Linked DNA regions of Gossypium hirsutum: regions 1 and 2 are each linked to region 3. A link is a contact called in public Hi-C data. All regions are on one chromosome and are shown on one strand. Each heading gives the region's core, a stretch centred on a gene start, on an enhancer-like site or on the middle of the called end of the contact. The rest is flanking DNA. Distances are from core to core; before and after follow the strand shown.

Region 1 (3,807 bases), core at 335-2,834, 130 kb before region 3:
CTAACTAATCCATAAATATTGCAAGATGAACTCTAGCTAAGAGAAAGAGGCATTATGTATAGAGTTTGCCTACCTTGTCTGTATCTAACAAAGATATGTGTCCATGGCTCCAACGTGTTCCACGAACATTTCCAACCCATACATCAAAACCCTGGTCTGCAAGGATGAAGCCCAACGACTGTTCAGTGGAATCCAAAAACCATGCATCACCTGCCTGTTTAGTATATCAAAGTAGTATCAAATCAGTGACAAAATCCTACCAACGTAAAACAAAGACATGCATATACAAAATTACAGTCCTGGAGAATATAAACAGAGATAACATATAATCTTACAAACAGAAAGCACACAAACTCATTTGCTTTGTTATTTATTGCAACAACCACTAGATCTAGGATTTTGTTTTAGAAAAAAAATGGCATCTTTCAGCATGCATTTTCACTGGAAAAACAAAGGGGGAAAAAGGAAAAAGATAAAATTAATACAAGTAAATCAATAAATAGTAGCTGGTAGGATCAAGACACATTAGAAGACCTTACATGAATAAGATACATAATAACAGCTAAATAACTCTGTTATTTGAAAAAGTTGTTTCAGGTAAATGGGGAATTTACCATGAATAATCCATGCTGAAGCAGAACAGGATGACCTTGCTGAACTTTAAGATCCCCAGAACGAGATGAGACGCGTTGGAGAGCTAATAAATAGCCATCCTTAGTTTGAACCTGAAAGAAAATTAGTAATAAACCACAAAATTAAAAGGAAACTTCACTTTCAGTTACCAAACAAGAAAGCAACAAAATTTAACTAGAGAACCCTAAAGTACTGAAGTAAGCAGATTTCAGAAAACTTTCTACAAATCATTAAAAAAGAAACTTCAAAATTTATGATAAGGGGATGAAAGAAACAGTAGAAAAAAATCTACAAATTAAGGACACTATCGGTACAACGGAAATGAGGGAAAAGGAAAGGTAAACTCCGTCTCTGCAGTCCCTTCCAAAAACAAACAAAAAATGCATATTTTGCTTTGATTGCTTCTTTTATGGCTCAAAACATAATAGTCCTTTACTATTTTTCCCTCATTATCATTTTTTCCCGGTTTCTTAGCGGCCAAAAGAACCTTGACAAGAACAATAATAGAAAGGGAGGGAGAGAGAGTACAGTGTGTTCGGTGCAGAAATAACCATTGGGCTCGATAAGCTGGGCGCAGAGAGACTCGGCGGAGAGAGTTAGGCCAGGATCGGACGAATTTCCGGTAACATCGGCGTCGGAAAGAAACAAAGAGTGGAAGAAACAAAGAAATGGAAGAAGAAGAAACGCCGGAAACTTGTCCATCTCTCTGAATGGGGAGTAGTTGAATGATCGGGACTGGAGTGCCCCACACTCTGTTCACCTTATCATAGCTTTCATGAATTTTAACCATTAAATAAATATGAATGTTTTCTACTCCGTTCCAATTTTATTCTCTTTTAGCTTAATAGACTTCACAAAATTTAACTCAGACTCTCAGATCTTTCCGTAGCAGATCCATTTTTTATTCTCTTTTGTAAGTTTGTGGCCCGTGATCCTGTCGTCGGAACGATTAGCTCATGTCCTTTTCCAATAATTTACTTCACTTTTTAACCTTTTAACTTTTGTTTTCCTTTTTCATTAATAGTTACTGACAATTAGTATGTTTTTTTATTTTCATAATAACAAATTTAGTAATATTAATTTGATCTATATTTAAAAATTAATCTTAATTCTAAAAAGTTTAAAAAATACATAAAAATTCAATAATTTTAAAAAGGGGAAATTATTTAAAAATTCAATTTTTGATAAAAATTTATAATGCTTTTAAAATATTTGTGTATGATACGTTATACAAATATTTACCATATTGTATAGGAGTAGATGTTGACCACGAATTTTAAAACTACTTTATACTTAAGTGAGAATCAAACTCTGAACTATTGATTAAAATAAAAAAAACCTTACCATCTCACTTAAATCCCGAAATTACTTTTTTTTATTGTTGTTTCTAGTTTATCTACTTTTAAAACAAAAATAAATATTAAAACAAAATTTTGTTGGATCTCTAATCTTTAACTGATCTACACCCACAAAATTCTGGTGCTTTTCGTTGCAATCCCAAACCCCAAAAAAGTGGCAACCCATCTCACCAGCCCTAAATTACTTCCTATCATCCTCCCTTGCCCACCTTTCAAAACATAATTTACATACAAGAACAACATTTTGGGCTTAGCATTTGCCGCGTTGTGAAATGTTGTTTTCTGTCATACCTATACCACATTTAATTCAGATGTGAAGTGCAAGCGAAGAACCCATCAAAATCCCAGGTGATGTTTTCTCTGTCTTACCTATACCACATTCTAATCCAGAGGTACTACCAATTGCTGCTCTTGTGGCTGCAAGAATTGGGGGTTTTGTTGGTATTCTAAGGGTAATTAACTTTTCTATGGCAAAGAGGAAAGGTTGAACTGTTATATTACTAACTACTTTTCTCCACTCAACATGTAAAAGTACACTTATCCCTTTTTGTAACATTTTTATTTGTCTGTTCAAATTTTATCTGTTGTGATTGGTAGATACATATAACAGCATATTGTTATAAAGATATAATCGTTGTAAACTTACCATAGAATTTATATCGTGAATTTTCATCAAATAAAGAAAATAAGAATTATGTTAAAAAAAAGAAAGAAAGTATGATCAAATCGACAATTTTAAAAGACTCGTAACATGTGCATGAAATATAGCTTTTATGCATATTTGATTTTATATTCTTTCACCTGATTAATTATAATATTTATAAATCTAATAATTTAAATTAATCAATATGAGTTATCAAATTAAATTAATTAATTTATCATGAGCTACTAAATTCAAGTAATTAGTTTATAAGTTTATGGTGTTCTAAATTCATACTAGAATATTTAAGTAGAGAACTTAATAGTTTATTTAATTGATATATTTAATTCTAATCATTGAATATTATTTTTATTTAATAAAATATGATTAATAGATTTTCACGTGAAATTTAATCATTTTATCAAAATAATATTTTAATTAAGATCATTTTTATTTAATAAATGATGATTAATAGGCTTGCTTATATGAAATAGTTATAGTTTTACTTTAAAAAATTAGACAATATGTTGTTATAGAGAACTAATTTAATAAATAATGTAGTGAAAAGTTAGAGAGTTAAAATAAAATATAAAAAATTCGGTTCTACTAGAAACTTGATAGTTATAACGAATGTTGTTATAGCAAGTAGCTGACTATATCATGTGCAAGTACTGTACCAATGGACGTAAATTTTTTTATAGTAACTAATACGTATCGGTATCGGTCTACTTCAGTGCATCATTTCAGACTAACCGATATTTTTAAAAATATTTAATATATGTAAAAAAATACTTATAAATATAAAAAATATTTAATATGTGTATAAATAAATACTTATGAATTGTAACACCCTTCGCTCAACCCGGTTGTCGAGCCTAAACTATAGGATGCAACTACTGTTACTAGAACAATTACATACAATTCTTAGCATTAGTTCAATAAATCATCAATTTGTATCATACTTCCATGTATAACATGGTTTACAAACAAAACCAAGACTCAATCGAGCTTACAAAAGCTCCCAAGTTGACCCGAACATGAAGAAGGACCATATTGAAAGCTTTTCAAAATTTAACAATAGGTATTGATACCCACAACAAGTGCCGATACCATTTTCAACTTCGATGCCTCAAAAATCAAAGTAAAATTTACTAGTATCGATACTTTGAATAAGGT
Region 2 (4,125 bases), core at 292-2,791, 180 kb before region 3:
ATACCAAACTTACCTACTGCATCTTCTTTTCCTTGTTTGAGGGCAATGGAAGCTTACTTAAGACCGTTTCATCAAGTTTCCTGCACTGCTCTTGAAAGACTCTGTGCGCTACAGAAAGCTTCTCATCAATGTGAGGCTGGTACTTTTCATATACCAAAGGGACTGATAAAATAAGAATAACTCCTGTGGAACACATCCAAACAAATAAGCATAAATGAATAAAGTCAATGGAATCATCACAGTTATAAGACCGAACAGGGTCACATAACTTACCAATATAGACCAGAGTGAGGAAGTTGAAGAGGCTACCAATGAATGATACAAACCACAAGCTAAGGGCAACCTGATCAACAGACATTAAAAACTTTGCTAGTCAAGGGCATTTTAAGGTTTTATATCAATTAAATGATATTATATAAAGGAAAAGCTTAACCTTAAGAAAAACTTTCAAATTTCTGCCGATGGTAATGTCATGTGCAATTGACAATACACAATTAAGCCATATTTGTAACTCATCCGCGACAATCCCAATCGTTCTCTCAGAAATTTCCATATTAGGAATTGGCGGCAAAGGCCTGCATATGAAAGCAGAATCACTTCCATTTTCTTCTAAGAAATCATAATGCATTGTTCTCATAAAAAAAGAAGGAAACAACTGTCTTTTTTCTGGGTACGAGTATTTTCCATCAAAGCATGCAATAGGATAAGCAGTTAGTAAAGGAGAGATTAAAGAGTTTAGCAATGGAAAAACCTGTTGAGAAGTGAAGCAGATTTGGCCCACAAGAAGAGAATAACAATAAGGAGCAATAACACGTTGGCCACGAAAGTTAAGAAATTATAACCGGCTACTTCGAATAAGTACCACATCGTCGTTGCCGAGACTAGCATCACAGCTCCGCCACGCCATTTTCTCCACAATAGCACATCAGCAACTACCGGAAATACATGAACAAAATTAAACCCAGACCTCAAAAATAAAAAAATAAAACAATTAACAATCCCAAAATAAATCAGAATCATGTAAACCAGATGACATGTTGCTGAATAATATAATTAGACTACGGAATATTAGTTAGTATTCGGAAAATAAAAAATCCTCGAGAACACCCAATTATAGAAATGATCGTGGAAGCGAAACAGATCTATTGAGAAATGAAATGAAGAGGCTGCTGGGAATATATAGAAAGAGAAGGAAACCTGAGCCGCCACCAAGCGCTTTATGAACTGATGTACCAAGTGCAAGGCTGGAATCTCCCATGGGGCGGGCGATTGCTGAATTTCGTTTCTTCTGCAATTTGATATCAGGGAGAAAGGAGAAAAAAGGGAGAAGGAGAGGGAGAAACAAAAACGAAGGAAGGTCCTCATTAAAATGGGCTTTAAGCCTCTCCCTTAAGATGGGCTCATCGGGCCTGTTGTTTATTGAGTTATCTCTAGCCCGATTATGTAATGTAACTCTGGTCAAATCTTGGTTTTGGTTCTGTCAGGTCAGCCCAATTTTGCAGCCCATTTATGAGAAAGAGTTTAAATGAATCGGCATTTGAGGAAGGCAGGTGCCTAGTCAGAGTGACAGCGAGCCTGGGACGGAGAGAAAAACAGAGTCGTCGTCATTTTTACGCTTCCATCCGTAGACACAAACTAAGAGGTGTAAAAAGAAAACAAGGAAGAGATCCCTACAGATCTCGGATCAAACAGCCAAATCGAACTAACTCAAAGTCAGAGAAAAGGGAAGATGTTACCAACGGTGAGCAAAACGCGTTCCACGCCCTCCACATCTCGACCTAACTCCATGTTCCCCCAGTACCTACGTCGAATTGTCAAGGTCCATTCTCTTTCCCTCTCTCTGGATCTGATCTTCCATTTCATCTAATTTCTATCCCGGAGTTCGAATCTTGTTGCAATTAGGAATAAGACTTGTCGGTGTTGCTTCCTTTGTCCTTTTTTTTCCTCACTTCACGTTGCATCTTTGCTCAAGTTCTTGATTGAATGAAATTTACAGATTTTACATTCTAATTTTTATTCATTATTGTAATTAATTCCAGTCTTAGGACTTAGTGGCGGGTAATATCTGGCGTTAGAAAGTAGATTAAAAAGGTTGGGATGTTATAAAAGAGAAGTCATTAGTGTGAAATCCAATCTAGAAGTAAATTCTAATTTCAATGTGGGAGAAGTAGTGATGAGAGAGTTAGGTGGTTTTGGCGTAATCAGACTTTGGATCCTTATGTGATTCACGAATTTCATCCTGGAAATATGCCAAGTTAACAATAACCTGGACCATTTTAAATTGAATCCCTACCATTCAGGGGTAATCTTATAATAAAATTAGTAATTTGACTTTGATGTATGTCTTTGCTGATTTGAGCAATATTGCATTGTTTTGCTAAGTTTTGAATGGTTTAATCCTCCCAAGTAATTTTGTGTCTAATGTATTTTCTTACTTGTCTTTTTCTTATATGTTTGTTATTTATTTAACTTAGATTTGGATGTAGGCCTCTGTTATAGCTGCGTGTGGGAATTTTCTCTTTTTTATATTTGAAGTATTATGCTAAAATGTATCAGTCATAGATGTTGAATTGCAATTGAACAATATATGCAATTAACTTGTAGAATGAATTGTGCTATTACACATTTCCTCATCATCATCATTGCTGTATATGGCTGCTTCATCTCATAGTGCTCCTCTTTCCTTTGTTGGTTTGTGTAGTGGCAACAAATGGATATTGAATATACTTTCTGGCAAATGCTTCACCTATGTACTGCACCAAAGGTTGTGTAAGTATCGACCCCTTACCATCATTCTACTTGATTTCTATCATCCCATATTATCATCAACTAGTTACTGAGTGCTAAATCCATATAATTCCAGGAGTAGATGAAATGTACCTATGTTGCTGACACTCCATTTTCTGCTGACTGATTTTCAATTCTCATTGTCTCCATTAGATACATTTCCGGAGTCTTGAAATGAAATTTGAGCTAGTAATTCACTCTATCATAGAAGACTTTTGAGTGTTTACCATCTATTAGTTTTTGGTCCAGAAATTAGTATTATTGAATGTTGATTATGTTTTTGGTCTGGGTAGAGGTTACAGGATTTTGACAGAAGGCTGCCTGTTGTATCCGGTATGGGAAACTTGTTATTGCTTGTCTGTGCCTATTGAGGGTTGGTTTTTTTTTTTTTTTTGGGGGGGGGAGGGGCTTTTATTTGGGAATGACGGGTTATTTGCAGGAAGGAAAGTCTTTTGAGTGTTGAAATATGCTTTTCTAATTATTTTAGTTCTATTGTGCATATGAATTACTATGGCGGATGCAGCTATCAGCACACAAAATATCACAAACGTAAGTTCGTTTCTGTTTAATTTACTTTTCTTAAAAATATGTTTATGTTAGCTACTTAAGTTCTAGCTACAATGTTTTTAATCATGGCATGCTACTTTTGTTCCTAGATATAAGTGACTGCAAATTAGTTGTGTTTCAAGTGACTTGCACACTATCTAGCTGTTAGCGCCTATGCTATTGATAATTACCTCTCAATTGTGTAAATCATTTTCCACATTGTACTTTTTATGATAAGTGCCACCATCGTTTGGCCTATACGGTTGTATGTGCCACAATAAATTGCATTCTACATATTCAACTGGGTTGTACTCTATCAAGTGGTTTACTGAGTGTAATTAGGATATGCTTTCAGCCCTTAGGTGACTTTTCTGTGCCTTTTCATCTCCCCACCCCATATAGAAGAAACTAGCGACATATTGGAAGCACACACAAGCCACTAAGAGTTATAGTACTAGGTAATTCATTTAGCTTTAGAATTAATGGGTAAAACTAGTTTTCTCCGTTTTCCTTTTGGTTTTTAAGTTTCATGTTTCACTAACACGCTAAATGTCTGATGTAATTAAGTTCTTTCAACATCTAATGAAATATAAAATTTGTTTATTTGTCTTTTTGGTTCAGAAACCAAGAACCAGTGGGCACGTGACGACCCTGCTTTTGTTGTAATCTGTAGCCTTCTTTTGGCAGTTGCAACAATAGCTTATTGTGCTGCGTAAGTTCCTTTTTTCCTTTTCAAACGCTGCTGCATATAAAGAAAATAGATTACTAAGCAGTGAAACTTTAAAAGTGGTC
Region 3 (3,933 bases), core at 200-2,699:
TTCTACTTGCTACAATTTCTTCCTATCTGTTGTAATGTCCTAGATCGTATGAGTGGTACAAATTTGCTTCATGTATTGGTATGAAAAGCGCTTGTTATCTAGCTTCCTACGTTGCGTTTGTATTAAGCACGTTTTCTTCAGAAATTTAATAACCATAGATTGATGGATTCTAGAACCACTAATTTATGTAAATTGTTACATTCTTATTATGAGAACCTTGATGGCTATTGCTGAAGTTAGAACCAGTGATCGAATAAAGATTTATATTGCTTTCAACTATAGGGTAATATATTTTAAGCAGTATGCTTACACTTTATGTAGTCTGAAATAGGGGAGGAGAGTCGAGGATGGTCAACAACATGGATAACTGCTTTGTGGGGGCTTCTTCATAATAATGAGAATGCTTATCGCATGAAAAGCAATGTGTATTAACTAAGCGGAAAGTTAAGTCAATTCACTCACGAACAATTACATACCTATTTACAAAGGTGTTAGTTAAAACGATGTCTTCCTCCATCAAATATATAAAGAATTTTCGTATTAGAATCATTATCACAATCATCAAGAATCATACAAACTCGTATTAGAATCATTATTGTATTGCTCTCAATTCAATTTGTGGACATGGAAAACCAAATGCAAGGTAGGAGATTATTCTCAAGGAGATTAATTCAAAGTGAAGTGGACCGATGTGTATTTTTTTTCCCTTTCATGTATGTTAGTGAGTTTTTTGAGTTTCAAGAAGGGCGTTTTTTTTTCATGGATGTTATTGATAGCTTGGGAAAAGTGTGGACGGTTTTGACAAAATTCCACACTCATGAAGTCATTGGAAATTATGTTTCAATTGATTGGCCTCAATTTTCGAATGAGAAAGGACTAAAACCAAATGATGAAATCACTCTTATCGCAAGATCTCTACAAGAAGGCGGCAATGGAGGGCCTCAGCACGAATTCAAAGTTCTGATTAAAAGGAAAATAAGATTGTTTGGGCAAGATATTTGGGGAGAGGTCATGGTGTAAATTGCCAAAAGCTTTTTACACCATTGTTGGGGTAACCATTAGAAAATAAGAATAGATACCAAAACTATGTCTTTCTATACCAAATATTTCCTCATTTTTGTTTCATTTTCTCATGCACTTATATTATGAACGTACCCTAGTTTGATATGAATAGTTTGTTAATAGTAAGAAAGTAAGATAAATAAATTACAACATTTTATCATTGAAAAAGAAAACATAGAGCGCAAAAAATGGTTAATGAAAAAGAAAATATATAATCTATAAGAGTAAGTAATGGTAATTTTCGAGAAAAAACTAAAAAAAAATCAATTTGTTGATTGCAAAATCGGCCCTCAAGAGATTGTTGAGCCTTGCTTTTTTCTCCACCTAATATTGTAATTGTTCTGATGATATCTCTGGTGGAACATTAATTCCTCCAATTATATGGGCTTGTTCATAAAATCCCATTTTCATATAGGTTTATTACTTGGATTGAATATTTGAACGGGGCTTGGGCTATATTGCTTTGTTATTTATTCGCCGTGATGATAACCTTAATACATATTGAATATCATCAGTCTTTAAAGATTAATTTGGAGTTTGCATAAGTAAATATTATGTCAACAAATTATTTGTGTTAATCAAAATTAATTTTCATTTTGTTGGGATTTAGGGTATGAACTAAAGTTAAATTGACGAAAGTCGTGTTTGTTCACTAGTTGAATGAAAAGTTAAGTCAATTTACTCAAAGACAATTACGTTCCTATTTATAAAGGTGATGTCTTCCTTTATCGAATATGTAAATGATTTTGTATTAGAATTATTACCATGGTCATCAAAGATCGTATTGGAGTGTTTGTATTATCCTTAATTCAATTTGTAATTATTTATTTTCATGAATTTTATTGATAAACGATTTTTGAGAAAATTCCAGTGTAAAGGAACTTTTGGAAATTATGTTTTAAAGCAGTGGCTACAATTAGTTGGTATATCGTACAATCTCTACTTCTGATTTTGCGGTAATGAGAGATGAAGAGTGGATTATGGTGCGGAGACCCACAGTGGCCGATCTCTGGAACCCATGCTCCTCGGATTCAACTTCAAGGCCACTGAAAGTCATCTTCAACGAACCCGCCAAGTACTGGACCGACGCCCTCCCCGTTGGGAATGGTCGTCTTGGTGCCATGATTTGGGGTGGCGTCGCTTCCGAACTTATCCAGCTCAACGGTGAACTAATGCTACATTTTCCTTTCGCTTTCTTGTCAAATCTTATCAAATTCTCTTTAATAACTTGTGTTACGTTTCTGAATGAGTGAATAATAAGACCATTAAAATGAATATACATTACATGTGGTGTCTACAAATTATCAATGAAACTAGTAGAAAATGACTATCGTTAAATAATTTTGTAGAGGACACACTTTGGACTGGGGTTCCTGGAGACTATACAAACCCCAATGCTCCATATGCTCTCTCAGAGATTAGAAAGCTTGTTGATAGTGGTGAATTTGCTGAAGCTACTGCAGCAGCAGCCAAGTTGGTTGGAAATCCTGCAGATGTATGTTACTTATTTTCCTTATTATTATTATTATAAAAAACTTGTGTGAAGGCGTTGTAAAATTATAGAATTTGCCAAACTATTTCTTTGATTTAGGAGTTAAATTCATGAATCACAGATCTCAGTTTAATTTGTTCTACTGGAAAATATTGAAATTGTTCTAAGAAGCTTATCTGGGTGATTTTTGCCTTTTAATGATGGAGGTTTATCAACTACTTGGTGATATCAAGCTGGAATTTGATGATTCTCATCTGAATTATGATAAAGAATCGTATCAAAGAGAGCTGGACTTGGATAATGCAACTGTGCAAATAAAATATACTGTGGATGGTGTAGAATTTTCCAGAGAGCATTTTGCCTCTAATCCCGACCAAGTAATGGTAACGAAGATTTCTGGGACCAAGCCTGGGTCTGTATCCTTTACTGTATATCTGGACAGCAAGTTAGATCACCATTGTAAAACGAACGGTGAAAGCCAGATTATAATGGAAGGACATTGCCCAGAAAAGCGAATCCCACCACAAGTGTATGCAGATGACAAGCCAAAGGGTATCCAGTTTTCTGCTGTTCTTGATTTAAAGATTAGCAAGGGGAATGGCATTGTCCATATTCTAGATGACAGCAAGTTAAGGGTTGAAGGTTCTGATTGGGCTATTTTGTTTCTGGTGGCATCATCTTCATTTGATGGGCCATTCACCAAGCCATCAGATTCTAAGAAGGATCCTACTTCAGATTCTCTCAATGTCCTGAAGTCGATTAGTAATCTGTCATATGTTGATCTTTATGCTCATCATTTGGATGACTACCAGAATCTGTTCCGCCGTGTCTCACTGCAGTTTTCAAAAAGTTCAAGATCTGTTGTGTGCCTCAAGAAAAATCGTAGAGTTCCAACAACGGCTGAGAGAATAAAATCTTTTCAAATGGATGAGGATCCATATCTTGTCGAGCTTCTGTTCCAGTTTGGCCGGTATTTACTTATTTCTTCTTCACGGCCTGGAACTCAGGTGGCAAACTTGCAAGGAATATGGAACAAAGATCTTGAGCCAAAATGGGAGTATGTCTACATTCCGTTTCTCTTATTTTTCTCATTTAATCTTGCTTGTGTGATGTATGTCCTGTGGAACATTATATCTACAGCCATTATATCCATCAAAGTATTACTTGGATTGTGACTGGTTCTGTTACCTCTGTCCTCAGCTCTGCTCCTCATTTGAACATCAATCTTGAAATGAACTATTGGCCTTCCTTGCCATGCAACCTTAGTGAATGCCAGGAGCCCTTATTTGATTTCCTCAGTTCCCTATCAGTCAATGGTCGTAAAACTGCAGAAGTAAGAGTCTTCCCTTTAAACTAAACCTGCTACACTGATTTAGTCT

The links. Hi-C and Micro-C count contacts between places; a contact is called where the count stands out from the background.
Region 1: a Hi-C map of leaf shows a contact between it and region 3, with 2.0 times the contacts expected there. The contact joins the promoter of LOC107953372 here to the promoter of LOC107916530 in region 3. A contact is called at or near these places in 2 of 34 Hi-C or Micro-C datasets (hypocotyl and leaf).
Region 2: a contact with region 3 is called in a Hi-C map of leaf, with 2.0 times the contacts expected there. The contact joins the promoter of LOC107955926 here to the promoter of LOC107916530 in region 3. A contact is called at or near these places in 6 of 34 Hi-C or Micro-C datasets (hypocotyl, leaf, petal and 1 more).

What each region holds. Positions count from the first base shown.
Region 1 is chrD12:2,850,868-2,854,674 of Gossypium_hirsutum_v2.1, reverse strand. It overlaps LOC107953372 (triacylglycerol lipase 1), which reads right to left and starts at 1,584. Exons shown (of 9, transcript XM_016888668.2): 1 at 1,162-1,584; 2 at 615-725; 3 at 74-214. The coding sequence starts at 1,335.
Region 2 is chrD12:2,895,027-2,899,151 of Gossypium_hirsutum_v2.1, reverse strand. LOC107955926 (protein unc-50 homolog) reads left to right here and starts at 1,541. Exons shown (of 10, transcript XM_041108225.1): 1 at 1,541-1,819; 2 at 2,702-2,769; 3 at 3,311-3,336; 4 at 3,955-4,045. The coding sequence starts at 1,730. LOC107953374 (reticulon-like protein B11) reads right to left here and starts at 1,360. Exons shown (of 6, transcript XM_016888672.2): 1 at 1,198-1,360; 2 at 752-932; 3 at 434-575; 4 at 274-343; 5 at 14-183. The coding sequence starts at 1,258. The coding sequence ends at 14.
Region 3 is chrD12:2,718,165-2,722,097 of Gossypium_hirsutum_v2.1, reverse strand. It overlaps LOC107916530 (alpha-L-fucosidase 2), which reads left to right and starts at 1,449. Exons shown (of 10, transcript XM_016845800.2): 1 at 1,449-2,226; 2 at 2,412-2,557; 3 at 2,761-3,611; 4 at 3,755-3,887. The coding sequence starts at 2,022.